Regions from separate parts of the Mus musculus genome. Here all the other regions are linked to region 3. The links are chromatin contacts, called in public Hi-C, HiChIP or PLAC-seq and promoter capture Hi-C maps. All regions are on one chromosome and are shown on one strand. Each heading gives the region's core, a stretch centred on a gene start, on an enhancer-like site or on the middle of the called end of the contact. The rest is flanking DNA. Distances are from core to core; before and after follow the strand shown.

Region 1 (2,700 bases), core at 49-2,548, 590 kb after region 3:
ATGCCTCTGTGGATACTGGCACTTGCAAGCACATAGCCACACCCAGACACACATAATACATGTAATTGAAAAGAGAGTAAGTCCTTAAAAAGACATCATAAATCCAAAGGGCCTCTGGAAGTGCTCCCCTTGCTCCAGTTCACTGCAGCCTTCGTCTGAACACACGCATGCTCACTTTGCCCCATGCGTGCCACCAGGCCGCCCAATGCCAATGAGTGAAGCACCCCAGCTCACATGCAGGAGTGTGCAATGAACTATAGTGTCGGGCTGGAGAGATGGCTCAGCTGTTAAGAGCACTGAGTGCTCTTCTGAAGGTCCTGAGTTCAAATCCCAACAACCACATGGTGGCTCATAACCATCTGTAATGAGATGGGATCCCCTCTTCTGGTGTGTCTGAAGACAGCTACAGTGTACTTATATATAAAATAAATAAATCTTTACAAAATATTTTTTGAAATGAACTATAGTGTCTCACTATACATATTGTGTTCTGCTCATGTAAACATAATGGTTTCATTACAGAAGACAATGTCTTGTATATATTTTCTACCATCATCCTTCAGTCCTGTAAGGATGTTTAATTTTTTTTAATTGCTGTTTTGAGTTGATGCCTTGAGTTTCATTTTTTTAACTGTTAAATGAATTTTGGGTTGGATTAGAATTTCCAATAATTTCTAAGGTGATCCTGAATGAGCATCTAGAATTTTGCATTTCATATGTGTGTGTGTGTGTGTGTGTATGTATATGTGTGTGTGTGTGTATGGGTGTATGTATGTATGTAAAGTGGCATTCTCAGTATTGGCAACCATAAAACCAAATTAATCAACTATGAAATATGTTCAAAATGTTATATGTCCTGCAGTATCAAATATTCAGCTAAAATTTAATGTCTATGTAAATAGGTATGTCCATATCATTAATATGCAATGTGATATAATTTCTAATAAATGTAAAATTACATGTCTATCAGAGAATTTTAAAATGTGTGTATTTGTGTTTATGTGTGCATGCCTGTATGCATGCAAAGGAAAGCCCAAGGACCACTTCAGATAGCCTCAAGAATACAGGCAGGCGGATTTCTGAGTTCGAGGCCAGCCTGGTCTACAGAGTGAATTCCAGGACAGCCAGGGACACACAGAGAAACCCTGTCTTGAAAAACCAAAAAAAAAAAAAAAAAAAAAAAAAAAGAATACTATCTATCTCCCTTGAGACCAAGTCTTCATTGGTCTGGAGCTCACAAATTGGGCTAAAGCAGCTGGCTGGCAAGCCCCAGGGATTTCTCTGCTTCTGCCTCCCCAGTACGAGAGTCTGAGTACACCACCGTGTCAGCAGTTTTACTCAAAAGTTATATATAACTTTTATATATCTATATACTGGAGGTCACATACACATTTCTTGGGTGAGAAAGAAATGACCAATGGGGAAGAAGATGCCCTGCTCCACAGATGGATTTCTAACATGTTAGTGTCGATTTAAAGGAAGCTTCCCTGCTCAGCCACAGCCCATCCTTCATCCTCATCTCCAGTCGTTCCTCTTGACCACGTTCAACTTCCTGTTGTTTCTTCTGTTTAATGTTAGCAGTTTCAAATGGAAATTGTGTATACGGTTACTTTAATCTTGTATCTTCTTGTGTCTTTCTTCTTCTTATGTTTTGCCCTTTTCCATTCCTACCAGTCAAGACATGTCTTTCCACTCATGTGTCTTTTTGTGGTCTTTCTCCAGTTTTAAACTAGTGATGACTACTTTGCTGGGGTGACTGTCATCACCCTCGGTGCTATGAACCTTTCTCTGCTGTCCTTGTTCAAGGTAGATGTTGTATTGCTTTCTGGGAACCCGAGTTATTTTGCTAACCTGTTGACTCTTGGAATGTGCAACCTGAACTTCACCATCCTTTTGGAAGGGCATGGGTTGAAAACCCTGCTTCTGTCTTGACCTCATATAGTCTTGTGAATGGAAGAAAATGTCTTGAGATACCTCTTATAGATCTTGAAGTCACAAAGAGGTTGAACATCACTACGGCCACCAACATTTCAGCCATGTCCACAGATAAGAAGACAGCTCATTGCTTGTCTTATTATAAAAGATCCTCTACTGCCTCTGTCTCTTTGTGTTCACTATTCCAGTAAACTGGGCTGTGTTTCTCCTGGTCCTACTTTAATCCAAATTAAACTTTTGTAAGACTTGTTTCCCTTAAGTCAGAGCTCAACAAATGTGTTCTTTAAAAGATGAGAAAGCAAATATTTTAAGCTTTGAGAGTCAGGCTGTCTGTGTTAGTCAGACTTCATGTTACTGTGACAAAATCATGACCCGGACAATTTAAGGGAGGAGACATTTATTTTGTTCATAGTTTTCAGAGTTTCAATCCATCCTGGCATAGAAGGCAGGACAATGAATAGCAGCTTGCCTCAAGGCAGCCAGGAAGCTGAGACAGGGTTACCTTCCCTGCCCCTATCTCACATTTGTCTTTTATTTTGTTTTATTTTGCTTTGTTTTTTTGAAACAGGGTCTTGTTTAGCTGACCTAGAACTCACTGTCTAGATCAGGCTGACCTAGAACTTGCAGAGATCCTCCTGCCTCTGCCTCCCAATGGCTGGGATTAGAGTGTAAGTCACGGTGACAGACCCTGGTTTTGTTTTTATTGAGACAGGATCTTGTTATGATTCCCTGGCTGGAACTCACAGTGCAGAGTAGACTGGCCTC
Region 2 (2,700 bases), core at 129-2,628, 670 kb after region 3:
ACTTTCAAGAGAGCAGTGAATACAAGAAGATCAGGGTGCCTAGAGACACTGCCCCTGTGGGACTCAGCCCAGCTCCCTAACAAGGAACAAAGCCTCATGTTAATGTGCTGAAAGGAACAGTGCAGAGAAGTGCAGGAGAAGTGCAGAGACTACGAAGGTTTCACAGTCCCAGGTGACCAACAAGTAGACTAAGAGCAGGTATGGTGATAATGTAGTCCATTAATCTCAGCACTCTGGAGACAGACGGAGGAGAATGAGAATTTGAGGTCAGCCTGGGCTGCATAAAAACACTGTCTCACTGTTGGAGCAGTGGCTCAAGTTAAGAACACTGCTGCTCTTGCAAAGGACCTGGCTTGGGTAAGCTACCCCGTGGTAGCTTACAGCTGTTCATAACACCAATTCCCAAGAGTCCTCCTGCCCTCCACAGGGACTCCTGTGATGTGCATACATATAGACAGACAAACAGACACTCATAAAAGTTCAAAAAAAAAAAAAGACGATTCTGTCTCCAAAACTATTTAGGGCAGGAAAGAGGAGGAACCACATATCTAGCGGGACCTAACAGCCATTTTGAAGTTCTTAGACACTAAAGCCTTGCCTTTGCTCTCCAGAGGTCAACCCATTTGTTCTGAACCCCCCATTTTGTTACTCATGTCCTTCATAGGAGTCCTCTGACCCATTCTAATCTCTCCAGTCCCAACTCTGACAACAGTGCTCCCTACTTCCCCGAATGGTCCTTCACTCATCCTTTCACAAAGTAAATGCACTGTCCTCCAACCACAGACTTCTTGCCAAATTCCTCCTGTCCTTGGGCACAAACAACCCAGAAGTGCTCTCAGATCCAGAACATTGTTGGGGAGTGGGAGGGGTGAGTAGAAGGGCTATTCACCCTCCTGAGCCTATGATGGGATGTCTGGGCAGCTACTTCAAAAACACCAGGGCCTGAGACCTGTTCCAGGGATGCCACCCAGACGGGACACTGCTCAAAGCCGCCTCCAGTCCTGGGAACAAAGGTGAGGAACTCTTGACAGGGAAACTTAGCCCTACTTACTGGGTATGAATGATACCACTGGTCAGCCCTAGCTGAGAGGGGGTCTGGGCTCTGTTTTGTTCTTCTCTGTTCTAATCTTGATACTTTGACTACATTCTCATTCCCTGTGGCTTAGGCTGTAATGGTGAGAAGCAACAGTCTTAAAAACCTCAGAGGAGCCAGCTCAGAAGAGCACCTTTGGCCCACCTCCCTCAGTGCTATAACTAATGGGGGTACTTTTGCTACCACCTCCTGGTGAAACTGCTCTGGCACACATTAGGAATTCTGTCTCTAGGTCCTGTGGACTCTGAGCTTCTTGGGGCTGTGCCCAGAGTCCACTTGATAGAGAGCTGGGGTTTTGGTTTTTTTCCTGTGGGGCAAACTTCTCTGGTTAGGACACAACTGTCAGGGCATGGCTTGGCAGAGCTTCCATGCCAAATAGGGGTATGTGTATGTGTGTGTGTTCTTTTGTCTGATTTCCCAAATTCCAGGCAGGAAAGCAAGCTTTCTGTCTCTACACAGCTCCAGATCCCCCTACCAACATTTGCATTCCCCGGGTATGAAAGGAGTTGGTAGCAGGCCCCATGGAGGACAAGGCTGTAATTCAGCCAGGCCCCAGTGACATCCCAACCGTGAGAGTGCAGCTGGGGCAGCTTACGAACAGCGCCCGGGTCCCAGGGGGAAGTCAGCCCTGTTCTCCAGCCCACAAGCGCCTATTGTTCACTTTCTTGTTTTTCTCCAAATGTTTAGATGTGCTCAGAGCACAGAGAAGCCTGAAAGCAAGACCATTGGCCAGGGCAAGCCTGAAGCAGGGAAACCCACCGCTGGAACTCTGGGGCCCCACACTCCCTCCTCAGCTCTTCCTACTCCCCCTGCCATGCGCCGGACTCCGGATCCAGGGGTGGTCTCTTCCTGGCCAGGGCTGTTCAGAGAGCAGTAGGCTTGGATTGTTCAGCAAGTAAAGTATGGAATCCAGCTCAGACTGGCTTGCTTGACAGTCAGGCACAACTGTCCACATTAACTTGAGGCTGTCCAACGTGAGGGCTGGGAGAGTCTGGGCAAGTGCCTTTCTGATTCCCCGCCACTGACCAAAGCTGCTGAAGACAGGAAATAGTCACTGAGTGTCTGTCGGGGCCCCTCTCTGCATCAAGATTGTGACTCTGAGGTTTGACCTTCAGGGTTTGACAACTGGCCGCAGCAGCGCTTATTGCGTATGCAGACTCAGGCAACCTCTCAGCCTCTCTGAGCCTCAGTTTCCCTTCTTGGTAAAATTTACTTACTCTGTCTGTAGAGAGAGCTATGGGGACACTCAGACTCTATAGGCTATTCTTCCGGTTACCATTGGTTACCATGACCCAGTTTGGAAGTTGCCCCAGCGCTGGGAACAGTCACTTGTGAACCTTGATGTCCACTGTGAGTCAGCACAGCTATGCAGGAGCAGTAGCGCCAGAGGAATGAAGGATGGAGTGCCTCTCGATACCAGGGTATAGAGAACATGCTGGAAAGCCAGCCTTCTCCCCTCCCTCTCTCCTCTGCCCCAGATCCCTTTCTCTTGGGAGTTCATATTACCTGCCCTCCCCCAGGCCTGGGATTGCAAGCTTCCCTGCGTCTCCAGGCCCTAACAGACCCAGAGAAAACCCTCAACCTGGAAAATGCCCCTCCCCTACCAT
Region 3 (2,700 bases), core at 57-2,556:
GTGCAGACACATACATTTACTTCCGCATTCCCTCCTGAACATTTTGTCAGGCTACAAATCTCTAGGTTGGTGGATGCCTTGGTAAGGATGAAAACTCCCTTGGTTAGAGCCTTCTGTTAAGACAGAGGCTAAAGATTAGGGGATCAATCTGGGACTGAACTGTGGAGCCGGGAGGCTGGGGGACAGGGATGCTCCCCCTAGCGGGGTCGTGGACAGCACCCTCGCAATCTTCCCTGCGCCTTACACTCACCTGCTCCGGGAGTCGAATGCATTTTCCCGTCCAGAGCAGCCATGTTTGATCCCGGTCAGGTGACAAGTCCCATTGCGAAGAGTGGTGGAACGGGCGGCGATGACGAAAGAGAGCGCCACTCTTATTGGCTCAGGAGAAGCAAGATGCAAATCAAGTGCCGTGTTTGTTTGAATCACGTGATGCCACCTGATTGCTACGGGGACTCTAAGGAAGAGTTAGATCCGCTAGCTACAGGACTGAGGACTCTCCCTAATTATGATTGCTCCTTCTCGCAACATCCACAGTTATTCATTTCGGGGGAGCTGGGGCCAGGAATATCTGTGTTCCACGCTCCGTACCCGCCACTGTTTTGTTTTGTTTTTGATGTCAACATTTTCTCCGTGCCAACCAGTGATAGATGATAGGTTAGCCACAGGAATTCTGGATCTTCCTGTATCATTATTCTATCTAATTCTATCGTGTGTATATCATATATAATTATATATCCATCGAAAGACTGAGGTCGGTACAAAGGAGTTGCAAACGAAAACAAAGAGTGAGCAAAGGCTTTTCACAAATCATGTAATCAAGTCAGTTCTTAAGTTTATTAGTTTTTCTTAACGCAGCTGTTTTAAATACGAAACCTACTTGACTTCTTTTATTTTTTCAACTAAACTGAGTGGTTCTTTTTCAATGTATTTTAGTTTGAGACGCTTTAGTTAGTATTTCCCGGACATTTTCACCATCTAAATGTGTTGAACAGTGCAAAGGAAACACAAAACTCTCATCCCAAAACGGGAATAGGGCATATTGCCCACCCTTTTTCCAACCCCTCAGCCCCCCAAAAGAACCTTCTCTGGCCCAGGAAATAACTTTAAAATGCGATTCACTGAGGAAAAGAATTTCCAGTCAGGGTTTTCCCTCCTCTACATTCGTCTTGAAAGGTTCCGCTCCTCGATTTAAGCAATCACTACAAAGGAAAAATTTAATTAGATTAACCTTCGAGACTGAACTACAATTCCCAAAATACAGCTGGGCTAACCCGAGATTTTCCTGCTTCTGATTGGATAAGTCGCCAGAGTACCAACCAACCAGAGCCCCAGATGTTGCTGCTCGCACTTTTCGCGGGTAATTGTGTGAGGGTGGGGGAAACTTTGAAAGTTCCACGCTGCTGACCTGGTACTGGAGTTTTCTGAGGGGGCAGTTGTGGGGAGGAAGGTGTGTTCATTATCTTGTGCTCCCTCTTGGAGCCTGTGGCTGTTGATACCGGGGTCGCGGAGAGTCCTGCGTGTTGAGCACGTACTCTGTAACGGGGCTCGTCCCTGGAACCCGGACGGGGTCCTGGAGCTTCCGACTTCCTCTAGGGAGGCGAGTGATGCTTGTAAGGTGCTCTGTTTTATTAGGAAGTTTTGCGTCAGGTTTTCTAACTCTTGATACTTCTTCCTCCGCTCTTGGGCAAATTAGGCATCCGGGCAAGTTTAGGGACTGTCAAACTTGTGGTGTTAAGAGCGCGGAATCTGGAGTCAGATCTCTGGATTCGAATGTTGGCTCGATCCCTTGGCTAGTTCGTGTGTTTATTAAAAACATCCGAAGCATTTAAAACTAGTGTCTGGCGCATAATAATGGCCCAATAAATAAATTAACCCCTCAGCCTCCTCAAAATAGCTGGGTTTTGTTGCTTCACTATTTTTATTGAGCGCCTAACAGAAATTCAGTCTGAGATGCTGTCTCCTCTGTCTCGTACGCGCTTACGCACACATCAGGAAGAAAGAAAAGCATACACTATAATAACGCACAGATCAGATTAAGGAAGAAATAAGTGCAAAGTGTGGAGATAGCACTCGAGAGGAAGTGACTGGTTGGCGAAGGGTTTGTGTGGAGAAATATGTGTTTGAGTAACCTAACCTAACGTTGTGGATAGTCACGTTAGAAGAATCACATGTCTATAATGAGTGCCTACCTTGAGCGTTATGCACCAGCTCTGGAGTAGAAATTAGAATCACCGTTGTTTTACACATGAGGACAACTTTGCTCGAAAGACAAGAGCTAAGTAAGAGATGCCCTTTTCAAGTTGAAAAAAAATATGATTGATCATAAAAGTTTGGAAGTTGTCATATGATGGTCCCATGAAGCATTTTAAGCAATGAAACTAACTTTTAAGGGAACTACTTTTAGTAGGATTGTGACATGCAACCTAATTTTTTTCAGACCAATTCGAGACTTCTCCCTGTCTATCTCAGTAGCACGTGCACATAGCAACTACAATACCTGTCACATAAATGTAGTTACTTGAATATATGTCTCTTCATTCTTCAATTGTAAGTATGCAAAAGGGAGGACATAAGCTTAGCATAGCATGTGCTTAATATTGGTGAAAGAAACAAATGAATAGAGAATGTTATATTTGGAGAGTTTATATTATATTTGGGAGAGTAGGGAAAAAACTTGAAGCCATAAGCAGAATCGAGGGC
Region 4 (2,700 bases), core at 194-2,693, 990 kb after region 3:
ACAGGGTCTCACTATGTAGCCCTGGCTATCCCAGAACTCTCTACATAGTCCAGGCTAGCCTAGAACTCAGAGAGAGATCCTTCTGCCTCTGCCTCTATGCTAAAATTAAAGGTGTGTGCCACTATGCTCAGCTTAGTTGAGTGTTGAAACACACACACACACACACAAGAAAGGAAGGAAGGAAGGAAAGTGGAGTTGAGGGCACCTCAGGCCATTGAGAAACGCTGGGTGGAGGCCTGCCACCCGGGCACCTACTGCACTTCCTCACTCCCTCCTGTCCTGGTTCCACTCGTGCTTGGTGCCTGAGCAGCACAACACTCCACCCCCTACCCCCAAGTCCCTTGCAGCTCTGACATCTACTCTCTCCTGACCTTGAGACTACCCTGACCTCCAACTCTGGGTTTGTAAAGCTTGGGGCTGCATGCCAGTCTTCCTAAATGAGTTTGTAAGGCTGAGGCTCTCCTCCTATAGATTAGGAGGACATCAATGGGAGAGTGATTATGTGCCACTTCCTTCTCAGCCCTTCTCTTTCTTCTTCTCCTGGATATACCACAAGAAGGTAGCTGTTGGAGAAATCAGACTAAATGTGGCCTGTGGGCATCTTGATTTTCTTGACTTTCAGCCTTTGAATTATGAGAGATAAATGCCTGTGTAGCCTGTGACATCTTGTTGCGGTAGCCTCAACAGACTGCCACGTCTACCCAAGAGGCTCAGCAGCTCTAGGGGCAGCAGATTACTCAGGCAGGGGACAGGGGACAGTGGGAATGAATATGTCCCACCTTACTCTCTAGCCAGTCCCTGAAAGCCTACCCAAGGAGCTTGCTCCAAGGACTGTACAGGCAGCTGTGTTCTCTAGAAAACCTCTTAGAACATCTTCCCTATCCTTCAGAGAGAGCTCTGCTCCTAGCAAGTCTCCTCCTTCTGCTGGGCAGACCAGGCACATGTTCTCATCCAACCACTGAGCCCGTTTATGCCTTACGCTGAATCCTTATCTGTAGAGATGCCTAAAGTTTACTGGAGAAACATGATAAAGAAGGTAATCTCCAAGGAAGTGGGTAAAGAGATAAATCCTGGTGTCTATCCCCAGAGTCCTATGCATCTGGCTGTGTCCTGCACTTGGAGCCTGTATTTTAAACAAAAACTGTAAGGTCTGCTGGTGACGGGTGGGAACCTGCTTTCTTTGGGTCGGCTGGGTGTCCTGGGCATCAGAACTTGAAAGCCCTCTCCTGTTTCCCATCCTCTGTCCAACTCTGCTGTGCAGTCCTGGTTGAGACCCAGTACTTACTGTGCACCCCAGCAAGTACTGACATGAGGGTTGCTAGGTTGATCCGGGCATCTCCCTGGGAGGAGGGGCGAGTCGTTCTTGCAGGCTGCCAACTGAGAACAGTTGGGTCTGGCCAACAGCTCTGGAGCGTGGCTGGTTGCTGAGGAAATACAAAGAGACATTACTGTCTCAGAGTTTCCACCCCCATGGAAGCCAGTGCTGGGAAGTACTTCACAGCCAGCCCAGGCGCCAGGATGAAGGGTAAGGGGGTGTCTGCGGCGCCGGGTGTCCACTCTGTGCCAGGAAAACTCCAAACCAGGCTGTGTCTGGACTAGTCCAGTCTTCCCAGCAGTCCTGCAAGTTGGGGTGTCACAGGTGAGAAAGTGAGGTCCACAAATATGAGATGGCTGACCGTGAAGAAAGAGGTGTGTGTCTAACCTGTACCAAGCATCTCATTAAGCATTGGTCAGTGCAGAGGCAGGCTCCAGCATCCAGCCCTACCCTTGCCTCTGAGCACTGTGGGACCTGGGGATCACCCCAGCAAGGTTTCACTCTCTTCCTGCTCTGACCGGATTGCCCCCACAGAGGATAGATGAGATCCAATATCCCACCCCACCCACCATGGCTACCCACTTGTCCTGGGGCAGAGAGGCACTCAGTGTGCCCAGCAGTGGAGGCTGTAAGCAGAGGGGAAGCCCTGAGGTGATTCAAGGGCTACAAGGTTGGGGGTGACCTGGGATGACAGAGAAGCTAGTGCTCCCAAGCACAGGTCACCCAGTCTAGCTGAGTGGCCCTCGAATGGCCCCTTGATATGATTGCACACCAGTGTCCTTCTCTACAAATGTAGACTGTCTCTGTTACATGTGTAAGGAACGAATGAGATGAACCACAGAGGGCTTGACACATCACCACCAGCAAGTTACCAAGTGACTGTTCCCACCACTCCTGCCAGTGGTCTTTTGTTACTGTTGCCTGTTCTCTGGCTTGACTCTGGAGTCAGAGCCAGAGCCAGAGCCAGAGCCAGAGCCAGAGCCAGAGCCAGACTAAGCTGTAACCCTGGGCATCCTCAGTCTTATCCAGGGATGGTCAGGCCAGGTGGCACAGCAAAAGAGCTCGGTGGCCTTGAGAGGTGTTGCCCCCACCCCCACCCCTGCTCCAAGCCAGTGGTGCTTAGCCTTGGCTGCTTGTTAAAACCACCCTGGGAGCTTTTAGAGGTGGCCATATCCTTAAATTGAAGTTCCTGGGAGTAGGAGTCAGGCCTGGGTGGTTTTTGAAAGTTCCCAGAAGATCCCAGCAAGCAGAGTTGGAATCAGGATTCCAAGCTACTGACTCATGCACAGGAGAGAAGTTCTTTTGTTGTTTGGAGACTGACTAGCCCTGGGAGTCAGAGGAGTTTGGCCTTTGACCTACAAGTGACTTAATCTTGAGACCATTTA
Region 5 (2,700 bases), core at 52-2,551, 690 kb after region 3:
ATTGTTAGCAGCCTATCTCTTGGTTTCTCATTCACCCCCGGCCACTGCAGCCCGAGCAGGTTCACAGCTGCTCAGGGATACACTTTCCAACACATTTAGGACTTGGACCGAGCCCAGGTTTGAGGAACACATGGTGATGGGGGAGGAAAGGGGGCTCAAATAGACGAGGAAGGGGGAAGAAAGCGCCTTCTTTCTTTCTTCTAGGCCAATCTCCATTTTCATCATCTGATAGCAGGGACAGCAGGAGAGAGCGCTGCATGAACTGCAAACCTGTGCAGGTCGGAGAAAAGGGCAGGCCAGGGGGAGGGGGAGATGGGCAGATCTCATCCATCCTGGCAAGAGGTCCCCTCTCTCTTGCAGTTTCTCTGTTTACAGTCTCCTCCTAGCCTCAGCCCACCAGGGGCACTCTAGCCCACACCAGAAGTCACTCATGGAGTGGACTTTCAACAGCCAGGTCCAAAGATGCAGAAAGGAACCTGAGTCCCATCCTGGTTTGGTTCTCTTTGCTCCAGATGAAAGACAAACATAATCTCCCCAAGCTTCTGCTTGCTTGTGCTCTCTCTCTCTCTCTCTTTCTCTCCCTCCCTCTCTCTCTCTCTCTCCTCTCTCTCTCTCTTTCCTTCCTTCCTTCTTTCCTTTTTTCCTGAGGGAAGTCATTTCCCACTACAAGCAGGGGCCAAGTGGCACCATCATCTCTTACCCACATCTAACCCCAATCATTTATTAACCAACTAATGAATTTGTCCAAAGGCCACACATAGCCCAGGTGCTAGAGATTAGCAAGAATAGAGTATGCTGCCCTCCAGATGAATAGAGAATCCAAAGGAATGAGCCAACATCTTTAGCATCAAGAGGACACAGGCCCAGCAAAAGCAGGTCTGAGCACTCTACCCCCTGTGATCTGCTCATCTTGCTGCAGGCAGCCTCTTCTACACTGATCATCAGACGGAGCAACCTGGGCCTGTTTCTTTGTGTTTCTCATTCATCTCGGCTTGGCAATGTAGACGGTTAAAAGTGACGCACCTATCCTCCAAGAAGGCTTCAGGATGTGAGTCAGATCCTGTGGGTACCATCCCTTGGGAGACAAGAAAGCCTCTTTCTGATTCTCATGGACCTCTTTTCTCCCCTTTCTCCATGGGTGCCTGAGGATCGAGGACCATCCCATGGGAACCAGGATAAAAACAGGGAGGTTGATGTGCTGCTAAAGTTGGCCACCCCTCCTGGCCCAGCCTGCCTGGGCAGTACTGCACAGAGCTGGCCTCTATGTGGGGTTCAGAGCGTCTCCTGGCTCCCACACAGAGCCCTTTTCTCCTGTGCTCTTGCATAAAGCTCACTCACAATCTCCCATTCAGAGAGCTGGGTGATTGAAAGGAGGTGGCAGGCCAGCCGAGTAACCTTTGCGTCTGGCTGTGTAGGAGAGAGCTAGACCCCTGAAGATCCCCCAGGCCCTAAAAGGACCAGCTAGGCTTTGATTCTGCACAGACACAATTAGGAAGATACCTTGCAGCAAAGACAACTGGTCTGTGGTGCTGGCTTCCAGCCCCAATGAATTACTTGCCCTTCTTTTTTCATCCCTCTCATTCAGGAAATGTGGTAAATATTCACCCCCTCATCTCTGGGTGGACTGCAGAAAGTGGGGGTGAGACTATAGGTGTTTGGCAGCTAGATGAATTTGCCGCTGAATAAAAGGGCTTAGCCAGCGTGTTAAAACAAGCTCGGGGCTCAGTCACCACGCTAATGGAGGTTTCTGTGAAGAGGGAATGTTTCATGCTGCCTGCCCCATGGGACAGCCACAGGCTGCAGGTGCTATCAAGCAGTGAAATATAGTTAGTGTGACTCAAAAAGGCACATATCTTTCATTCTGTTTAGTTAGGTTTAAAGAGCCAAATGTGGCTAGCAACAAGTTTAATGGAAAAGGGTCCTCAAGGCTCTGTGTCCACAACTGACGCAAGTTCAAATCCTGACTCTGCAGCATGTACTTGTCACTGTGTCTGTGACTGGGATGCATGGCTTGATCTCTTGGGTCTCAGTGAATAATAACTCTAAGGAAGCATGTGGGGGCCAGGCTTATGGGCATCTGATACTTAAGCCCCTAGATTCCAAGTCCCTCCTGCCAGCACGGCCTCCATCAGGCACGGTCCCTGTAAAGTCAGTCTGGGGGTCCAGGATGCTATGCTTTCCCCAGCCTTTACTGCAAGCAGACCATCCTCGAGGCAAGCCATCTCTCTCCAGGGCATGCACAATTTGATTGGTGATTGCAGCTTAGATGCTGTAAGGTATGCTGCCCAGAGTGGGTCTTCTGTTCTATGTCCACCAGATTCATCTTCTGTGAACAAATCATGAATCTAGTCGGTGACCCTGGCAACCCCATGCCAGACAGTGCCATAGCTGACAGTGCTGTAGCTGAAGGATGTCCCCTGCCTTGATTCTCAATGAACTGATGTTCATGTGTCATCTCTTCTTCTTCTTCTTCTTCTTCTTCTTCTTCTTCTTCTTCTTCTTCTTCTTCTTCTTCTTCTTCTCCTTCTCCTTCTCCTTCTCCTTCTCCTTCTCCTTCTCCTTCTCCTTCTCCTTCTCCTTCTCCTTCTCCTTCTCCTTCTCCTTCTCCTTCTTCTCCTCCTACTACTACTACTTCTACTTCTTCCTTCTCCTTCTCCTTCTCCTTCTCCTTCTTCTCCTCCTCCTCCTACTACTTCTACT
Region 6 (2,700 bases), core at 165-2,664, 770 kb after region 3:
ATGCTTTGCAGTCGGAGGAGGAGGAGGAGGAGGAGGAGGAGGAGGAGGAGGAGGAGGAGGAGGAGGAGGAGGAGGAGGGGAGGGGCGTCTGAATGACTCTGACCAATGAACTGCAAGTGGTCCTAAGCCAATCAGGTAAGAGATACTCTAACTTCTCAATCCTGATTCAGCGTAGCAACAGCAGCAAAGGGAAGATATTTTCATCCGTTATCAAAACAAGAAAGCAGGTGTCCCTGTTCATGCTTCTGAAACTTGCCTCTTCTTTGCCACTGAAGTTTGGGCTGTACTCGAATGGCCTAGAGACAGAGAATTATGGGAATAAAGAGCCTTGCTATACAGCAGGTCCTCTTCTCCAGTAAAACAGAATCAGAGCAGGTAGGAAGGCAGATTTTCTGTCCTAGGCGATGAGCAGACAGCAGCATCCTCTTGCCGTTATACTCCATACTCTTCTCAGCATCCGTGGCTGCCCCATCTTCATCCCACTTCACTCAGGCTTCAAGAGAAGCCAAACGGAACAGAAGAGAGATTGACCCCAAACATGGCAGCAAATATCTCAGAAGAGGGGGTGAAAAGAGCATAGGGATCGGAGGATAGGGAGGTGTGCCACAAAACATGGACATGACATGGATAGTGGACTCAGGAACTCAACTGCAGCTATGGCTACCATAAAAGACCTGCACAACACTGGGTCCATCAAATTTTCATCTGGGGGGCTGGGGGAGCTCATGAGGCCCCACTCCTGCCTAAGGGACTCCTGACAGTTAATGACCTCTGGGGAGAGGATGTCACTTTCTTCAGTACTGGAGTCACTAATGAGTTACCCATGTTTCAGTACATCACAACCCCCCCCCCATACTGATGCAAACAACCCTAATTAAACTCAGCAGGTCACAAGCATGCTCAAAAGTAAGAAGGATGCATGGGAAAAAAGGGCTTCAGGGGGAGGGAAGGAGGGATGGGGTGGGAAGTGGGGGAGCCACTAATTTGTGGAGGGAGAGGGAAGAGGTCTGAAGAGTGAGGAGATGAGTCAAGAAAGAGCTAAGACTAGAACAGAATCCAGTTCACATTTTTTAGAAGGCTGATGGTTTCTTTTTTCTTTTTTCTTTTTTCTGTTTTGTTTTGTTTTGTTTTGTTTTGTTTTGTTTTGTTTTGTTGAAGCTGGGCTTCTCTGCCTTAGTTCTGGCTGTCCTGGAACTCACTCTGTAGATCAGGCTGGCCTCGAATGTTTGTCAGATGCTTCAGTTTGGCCTGAAGAAGTCTCCAGTGGCTGTAGAGATAACTGGAGGCACCTGAGGAGTCACAAGGCTGGGGAGGGGAAAACCCCACCCTCAGAGGTGGCTGCCAAGAGTCCCCTCAGAGGTGCAGTCACTTGTGGTTGCAATCAGACCCGCAAGTGAAAAGCTACATTGGGCCACACCAAAGCAAGATCTCTTTTTTAAAAAATCCAAATCACATCCAGGTTCCTCTTCCTGCCACACTGAGTAGGCGAAGGGGATCTTTCTTCTTCTGTGGCTGTTCCTCTTTGGACAGAAAGGGGAATGAATGGCTGAAAACCAAGACAGGTTAAAGGCCAGGTTAGGGAGCCAGGCTATGCTGCCCAAACTGAAGACTCCTCTCCAGGACTCTATACTTGAGAGGCCTGGATCTCCTTTAGCCCCCAACCCTGGCCATTTACCTGATCTGAGATGTCACCCTGCCACCATCTACCCCCACTTCCAATTCAATCCCACCTTCCCTCCAGCTTTTCTCCTTGAGCCTCTCCCATCTGACGTCCATCTTCAATGTGGGTTTGTTTATCTTGTCTTGTTTGTCTTTTTTGTCTTGTTGTTTATTTGGGGATTTTGGCTTTGTTGTAGGTTTTGACTGTCTATCTGTTTGTTTTGAGACAAGGTCTCACTGTGTAGCCCTATCTGGCTTGGAACTGGCTATGTACATCAAGCTGGCCTCGAACTCAATGAGTTCCTCCTGACTCTGTCCCTTGAGTATAAGGATTAAAGCTATGTGTCACCATGTTGACCCTGCAGCTTGATTTTAAAGCCATTCTCACCAAGGACATTACTTCGATGTTGTTACCCAGACAGTGCGATCTTAGATTCAGCCTTAATGGCAACTTCATTTATTAGGGTGGAGTCTCAGTATCCTCATCTATATAATAGAACCCCAGTCCTGTAGAGTCACTGTAAAGATTATATTGTTTGAAAAGTACTTGGTAAATGCCTGCAGGACAGAGCTATGAATACAAGTTAACAGTCTTTCATTCTAATTCCTAGGGGACCACACATCAGAGTACACACACACACCTTAGGTCAGGCCCTTGACACCACATCCATGTCCTGCAACTGTCCTGTCAGAGCCGCTCAGTGAAGACTGCAAGCTGCCTCTCTCCAGGTGGGTCACATTTTATTGCCAAGTTAGGTTTGGCTCCAAAGTGATGGGGAAGGAAGGGACCATGACATCATGACCTCAGATTTACAGAAGAAGTTAAGTTTACACAGGTAACACTATTCACACAATTAAATTGTTCTCCCACCTAAAACACCTGCTATGTGTTCCATAACTCCCTTCTTGAATGCCCTGAGCCTGAAAGTCTTCCTTATTTATCTCACCCTATTCTAAATTTCTCCTTGGGAAACAAACACACTTTTTCTGTACAGATGTTACATGCTGTGCATTTCAGTGGCCCTGGGGACAAGTATTTTC
Region 7 (2,700 bases), core at 107-2,606, 610 kb after region 3:
CTGATGTCTCTCTCTGTGTCTCTGCTTCCCCCTGTCTCTCTGTCTCCTTTTTTTCCACAAGCCCTTGCAGTCTGCAATTTAGGATAGGCATGGCTTCCAAAGTCACCATCCTGATCATCCTGAGCATCAAAGTGACCCCTCCTGTGGACATTTGCCTCACTCCAGGGATATATAAAGAGGTGCTCAGCAGATGAGGACCAGACCTTTGCAACCGAAAATTCAACTTTAAAGTTCCAAAGATCTGTCCCAGGAAGGCTGGAGGGCTGTGTGATCTACAAGGTGAGACAGGGAATTTCAAGGTTGGAATCAAAGGCTCCTGAGCAGATGGAAAAAAAAAAGAAACATAGGTATGCAGCCACCCAGACAACAGCCAGTTAACCCTTCCTTTCCCAAGCCCACTGTTGGACTTTATGAGAGTCTCAGTCTCTGAATAGGTATGCCTCAGTTTCTCCTGCAAGCATGCTGTGACACATGGCAAACTTAACTTCTTTTACATGCTATATAATATCAAGAGCAATAAGATAGTATTATTTTATTGGTTCTATATTCTGTTTAATTTTTTGCGGGGGGAACACAAGACCTTGCTATGTACCCCAGGTCGGATTGAAAGTCATAATTCTCCTGCCTCAGTCACCCAAGTGTTGCAATTATAGGCGTGAGTCATCCATCATTTCTAATTCTGATTTTCTTCTCTGACTATCAGTGGTGAAGAGCTGAGTAAGTAAGAGTTGCTGTTACTCAGCTGGTGAAGTAGCTGGGTGGATTAGGGGTTTGCACAAAGCCTGACCACCCCAACTTTGACTCACTGGGACCCAGTGGTGGAAGGAGTGAACTGACTTCTGCAAGCTGTCTCCTGACCACCGCCTATATGTGTGCCCACACGTGCACAGATGAAGAAATAAAAATGTAATCAAAATCAAAAAGAGTCATTGCTGCTCTATAATGAAAAGATCTTCACTCATTAAAGGAACCCACAACGGATCATCTCATGCCTTCTTTAATAGTGCAACTTTGAAAGACATCCAGTTAGTGGCCCAGTGGTTATTTATTTATTTATTTATTTATTTATTTTCTACCTCTTCTGGAGTAGGTGACAGACACCACAGGGGAATGTTCAAGTGAAAAGCCCAGCATCCCTGGAAGACAAGAACAGAAGCCTTTGGACATCTGCACGGGACTCCATCACCAACACATCCAAACACTTTCTCGATCTGGAGGAAGAGCCTATCCCATGTTCCACAGAAGGCCCTGGCTCCTGCCAGTTCCTCCCTGGTTCACTGCTGGGAACCACAAGAGTGGCCTCTCTCATCCCTGCTGCCTCACTGGCCAGTGGAAGGGCAGAGTTGGCAGAAGAGCCTTTGTGAGCCTTGTTGACTCTGCTGGGTTCAGAGAGGCCTTCACAGTTGACTCAGCTAAGGAGAGTTGTTTACTTCCTGCAGCCTTGAGGTCTGCCAAGCACAGGGCCCAGCTGGGCAGTTCAGTGCCCGGGTCTCTCACTCCCACACCAGTACCTGTAGAGATCAGTGAACAGCCCCTGCTAGGCCGGCCAGACTGAGTCTGCACAAGCTGCCTTGGCCCTCAGCACAGACTCCTTCCTCCCTGCTAGTTCAGCTAGCCAGGCCTGCCTTAGTGACACTCCTGGGCTGGGTTTCTTTCTTTCTTCCTGAAGTCCAGAGCCCAGTTATTTACCCAAAGAAAACAGGGAAGTGACAAGGTAACAGAGTACACATGTTGTGAAAATATGCAGGCTGAGGCTGAAGAAAAGAAAACATTCTTCCATAAGGAACTGCCTTGTTAATTCATATTCTTCCCCCTCCAGATTAGAACCAGCCATTGCTTGTGCTCCTTCAAGTACTTTCTGTGGTTCCATGACAGCTGCCTACATGGGGCAAGATTTGGCTTGAAAAATGGGCCATCGGTCATGCTTTGGGTGGGGTGGAGGTTGTGGGGGGGGGTCAGACACTAAAATTCCCAGATAACTCAAATTCACTGCTCGCTCACTCTCTCGGCGGGATACAGGGGGGAGAGAGGTGGCATGGAGAATGGATTGTACAAACGTCAAGACATAACCTGATTTTCCACAAGAAGCCACAGCTCAGTAATGAACAGTCTTTGGAATGAGCTTTTCAACTCCTCTTGAAGTTGGTTTCCGATCCCTGGCAAACCCGGTCTCTGCAGCCTTGAGTAACGGCCACAGGCTGATTCTCGGCAATTAAAAATAATATTGGCCCTGATAGAGAACTCTTGGGCACCCCCCTCCCTTACACACCCTTTTCATTACGTGCCAAAGATTACTTTCCCAAACCTGTTTCAGAACAGCTGGCCGAGTTGGAGGAGCAGGCTCAGCCCTCGTGGCCTGGAGAGAGGCTGCAGTTATTAATAGCATTTGCTCTGCCTGGTGTTTGGGGCAGGAAGAGGGTGACCTGTGTCTGTTTGGAAAGTTGGGTCCTAATCAGTTTGGGGCCTGTTCTCTCTTCCCTGCATTCTTTAAACCTCAAGCTCTATGGATAGTGGCTGAGAGAGCCCACAGAGAGGCTGGGTAGGGCCAAATAGCCTCCCTATAAACCTTCAGGCTTCTCATTTCTTCCTTCGTGGTTGTTCTCTGCCTCTCAGTGGGTATTGGCCAGAGGACTGGCCAGGATCCTTTCAAGGGAGGTCTCTCACAGAGGCCTGGGCTGCCCCTGTTAGCACTTTCTGGTA

Evidence for each region. Promoter capture Hi-C pulls out the DNA fragments that hold promoters and counts their contacts. Hi-C and Micro-C count contacts between places; a contact is called where the count stands out from the background. HiChIP or PLAC-seq counts read pairs in DNA pulled down with a chosen protein or histone mark.
Region 1: an H3K4me3 HiChIP or PLAC-seq map of bone marrow-derived macrophages shows a contact between it and region 3, with 3 times the contacts expected there. The contact joins the enhancer-like site here to the promoter of Rad51b in region 3. A contact is called at or near these places in 5 of 39 promoter capture datasets (embryonic stem cells, hematopoietic stem and progenitor cells, liver and 2 more), 1 of 15 datasets of contacts at CTCF or cohesin (the NIH/3T3 cell line) and 4 of 115 datasets of contacts at active chromatin or transcription factors (the 230-238 cell line, bone marrow-derived macrophages, embryonic stem cells and 1 more).
Region 2: an H3K4me3 HiChIP or PLAC-seq map of stem cell-derived neural progenitor cells shows a contact between it and region 3, with 4 times the contacts expected there. The contact joins the enhancer-like site here to the promoter of Rad51b in region 3. A contact is called at or near these places in 7 of 39 promoter capture datasets (the 3T3-L1 cell line, embryonic stem cells, frontonasal cranial neural crest and 1 more), 7 of 115 datasets of contacts at active chromatin or transcription factors (the SCID.adh cell line, cardiomyocytes, embryonic stem cells and 2 more) and 1 of 9 other capture datasets (macrophages).
Region 4: a promoter capture Hi-C map of hippocampal neurons shows a contact between it and region 3, with 2.9 times the contacts expected there. The contact joins the enhancer-like site here to the promoter of Rad51b in region 3. A contact is called at or near these places in 2 of 39 promoter capture datasets (embryonic stem cells and hippocampal neurons), 3 of 115 datasets of contacts at active chromatin or transcription factors (embryonic hindbrain, embryonic stem cells and stem cell-derived neural progenitor cells) and 2 of 9 other capture datasets (embryonic stem cells and pancreatic islet).
Region 5: an H3K4me3 HiChIP or PLAC-seq map of the 230-238 cell line shows a contact between it and region 3, with 8 times the contacts expected there. The contact joins the enhancer-like site here to the promoter of Rad51b in region 3. A contact is called at or near these places in 6 of 39 promoter capture datasets (the 3T3-L1 cell line, 3T3-L1-derived adipocytes, the C10 cell line and 3 more), 7 of 115 datasets of contacts at active chromatin or transcription factors (the 230-238 cell line, cardiomyocytes, embryonic stem cells and 1 more) and 2 of 9 other capture datasets (adipose tissue and macrophages).
Region 6: a Hi-C map of B cells shows a contact between it and region 3, with 11 read pairs. The contact joins the enhancer-like site here to the promoter of Rad51b in region 3. A contact is called at or near these places in 3 of 39 promoter capture datasets (hippocampal neurons, liver and neutrophils), 1 of 484 Hi-C or Micro-C datasets (B cells), 9 of 115 datasets of contacts at active chromatin or transcription factors (astrocytes, bone marrow-derived macrophages, embryonic forebrain and 4 more) and 1 of 9 other capture datasets (adipose tissue).
Region 7: a promoter capture Hi-C map of liver shows a contact between it and region 3, with 4 times the contacts expected there. The contact joins the enhancer-like site here to the promoter of Rad51b in region 3. A contact is called at or near these places in 8 of 39 promoter capture datasets (the C10 cell line, embryonic stem cells, hippocampal neurons and 4 more), 7 of 115 datasets of contacts at active chromatin or transcription factors (the 230-238 cell line, astrocytes, bone marrow-derived macrophages and 3 more) and 1 of 9 other capture datasets (adipose tissue).

Annotation. Positions count from the first base shown.
Region 1 is chr12:79,882,598-79,885,297 of GRCm38.p6, forward strand. All of the region lies in intron 1 of Gm46361 (a long non-coding RNA gene), which reads left to right. Among named protein-coding and RNA genes, the nearest start is that of Gm46362, 8.7 kb to the right of the region's middle. Within about 2 kb of position 1,299, at least 11 of the 459 cell types and tissues checked have an H3K27ac peak or open chromatin away from gene starts, as enhancers often do. A contact at or near this core is called in the 230-238 cell line, bone marrow-derived macrophages and pre-B cells, where this site is marked.
Region 2 is chr12:79,968,698-79,971,397 of GRCm38.p6, forward strand. No RefSeq gene overlaps it. Among named protein-coding and RNA genes, the nearest start is that of 4933435C09Rik, 34 kb to the left of the region's middle. RefSeq lists an enhancer at 1-2,700. Within about 2 kb of position 1,379, at least 130 of the 459 cell types and tissues checked have an H3K27ac peak or open chromatin away from gene starts, as enhancers often do. A contact at or near this core is called in cardiomyocytes and stem cell-derived neural progenitor cells, where this site is marked.
Region 3 is chr12:79,295,976-79,298,675 of GRCm38.p6, forward strand. Rad51b (RAD51 paralog B) reads left to right here and starts at 1,307. Exons shown (of 11, transcript NM_009014.3): 1 at 1,307-1,357. Zfyve26 (zinc finger, FYVE domain containing 26) reads right to left here and starts at 307. Exons shown (of 42, transcript NM_001008550.1): 1 at 251-307.
Region 4 is chr12:80,289,693-80,292,392 of GRCm38.p6, forward strand. No RefSeq gene overlaps it. Among named protein-coding and RNA genes, the nearest start is that of Gm29952, 20 kb to the left of the region's middle. Within about 2 kb of position 1,444, at least 82 of the 459 cell types and tissues checked have an H3K27ac peak or open chromatin away from gene starts, as enhancers often do. A contact at or near this core is called in hippocampal neurons, where this site is marked.
Region 5 is chr12:79,989,705-79,992,404 of GRCm38.p6, forward strand. No RefSeq gene overlaps it. Among named protein-coding and RNA genes, the nearest start is that of Gm36834, 29 kb to the right of the region's middle. Within about 2 kb of position 1,302, at least 69 of the 459 cell types and tissues checked have an H3K27ac peak or open chromatin away from gene starts, as enhancers often do. A contact at or near this core is called in the 230-238 cell line, where this site is marked.
Region 6 is chr12:80,067,902-80,070,601 of GRCm38.p6, forward strand. All of the region lies in intron 3 of Gm36660 (a long non-coding RNA gene), which reads right to left. Among named protein-coding and RNA genes, the nearest start is that of Gm36660, 17 kb to the right of the region's middle. Within about 2 kb of position 1,415, at least 40 of the 459 cell types and tissues checked have an H3K27ac peak or open chromatin away from gene starts, as enhancers often do. A contact at or near this core is called in B cells, bone marrow-derived macrophages, extraembryonic endoderm stem cells and 1 more, where this site is marked.
Region 7 is chr12:79,903,660-79,906,359 of GRCm38.p6, forward strand. Gm46361 (a long non-coding RNA gene) reads left to right here. Exons shown (of 2, transcript XR_001780641.1): 2 at 166-923. Among named protein-coding and RNA genes, the nearest start is that of Gm51985, 5.5 kb to the right of the region's middle. Within about 2 kb of position 1,357, at least 114 of the 459 cell types and tissues checked have an H3K27ac peak or open chromatin away from gene starts, as enhancers often do. A contact at or near this core is called in adipose tissue, astrocytes, bone marrow-derived macrophages and 2 more, where this site is marked.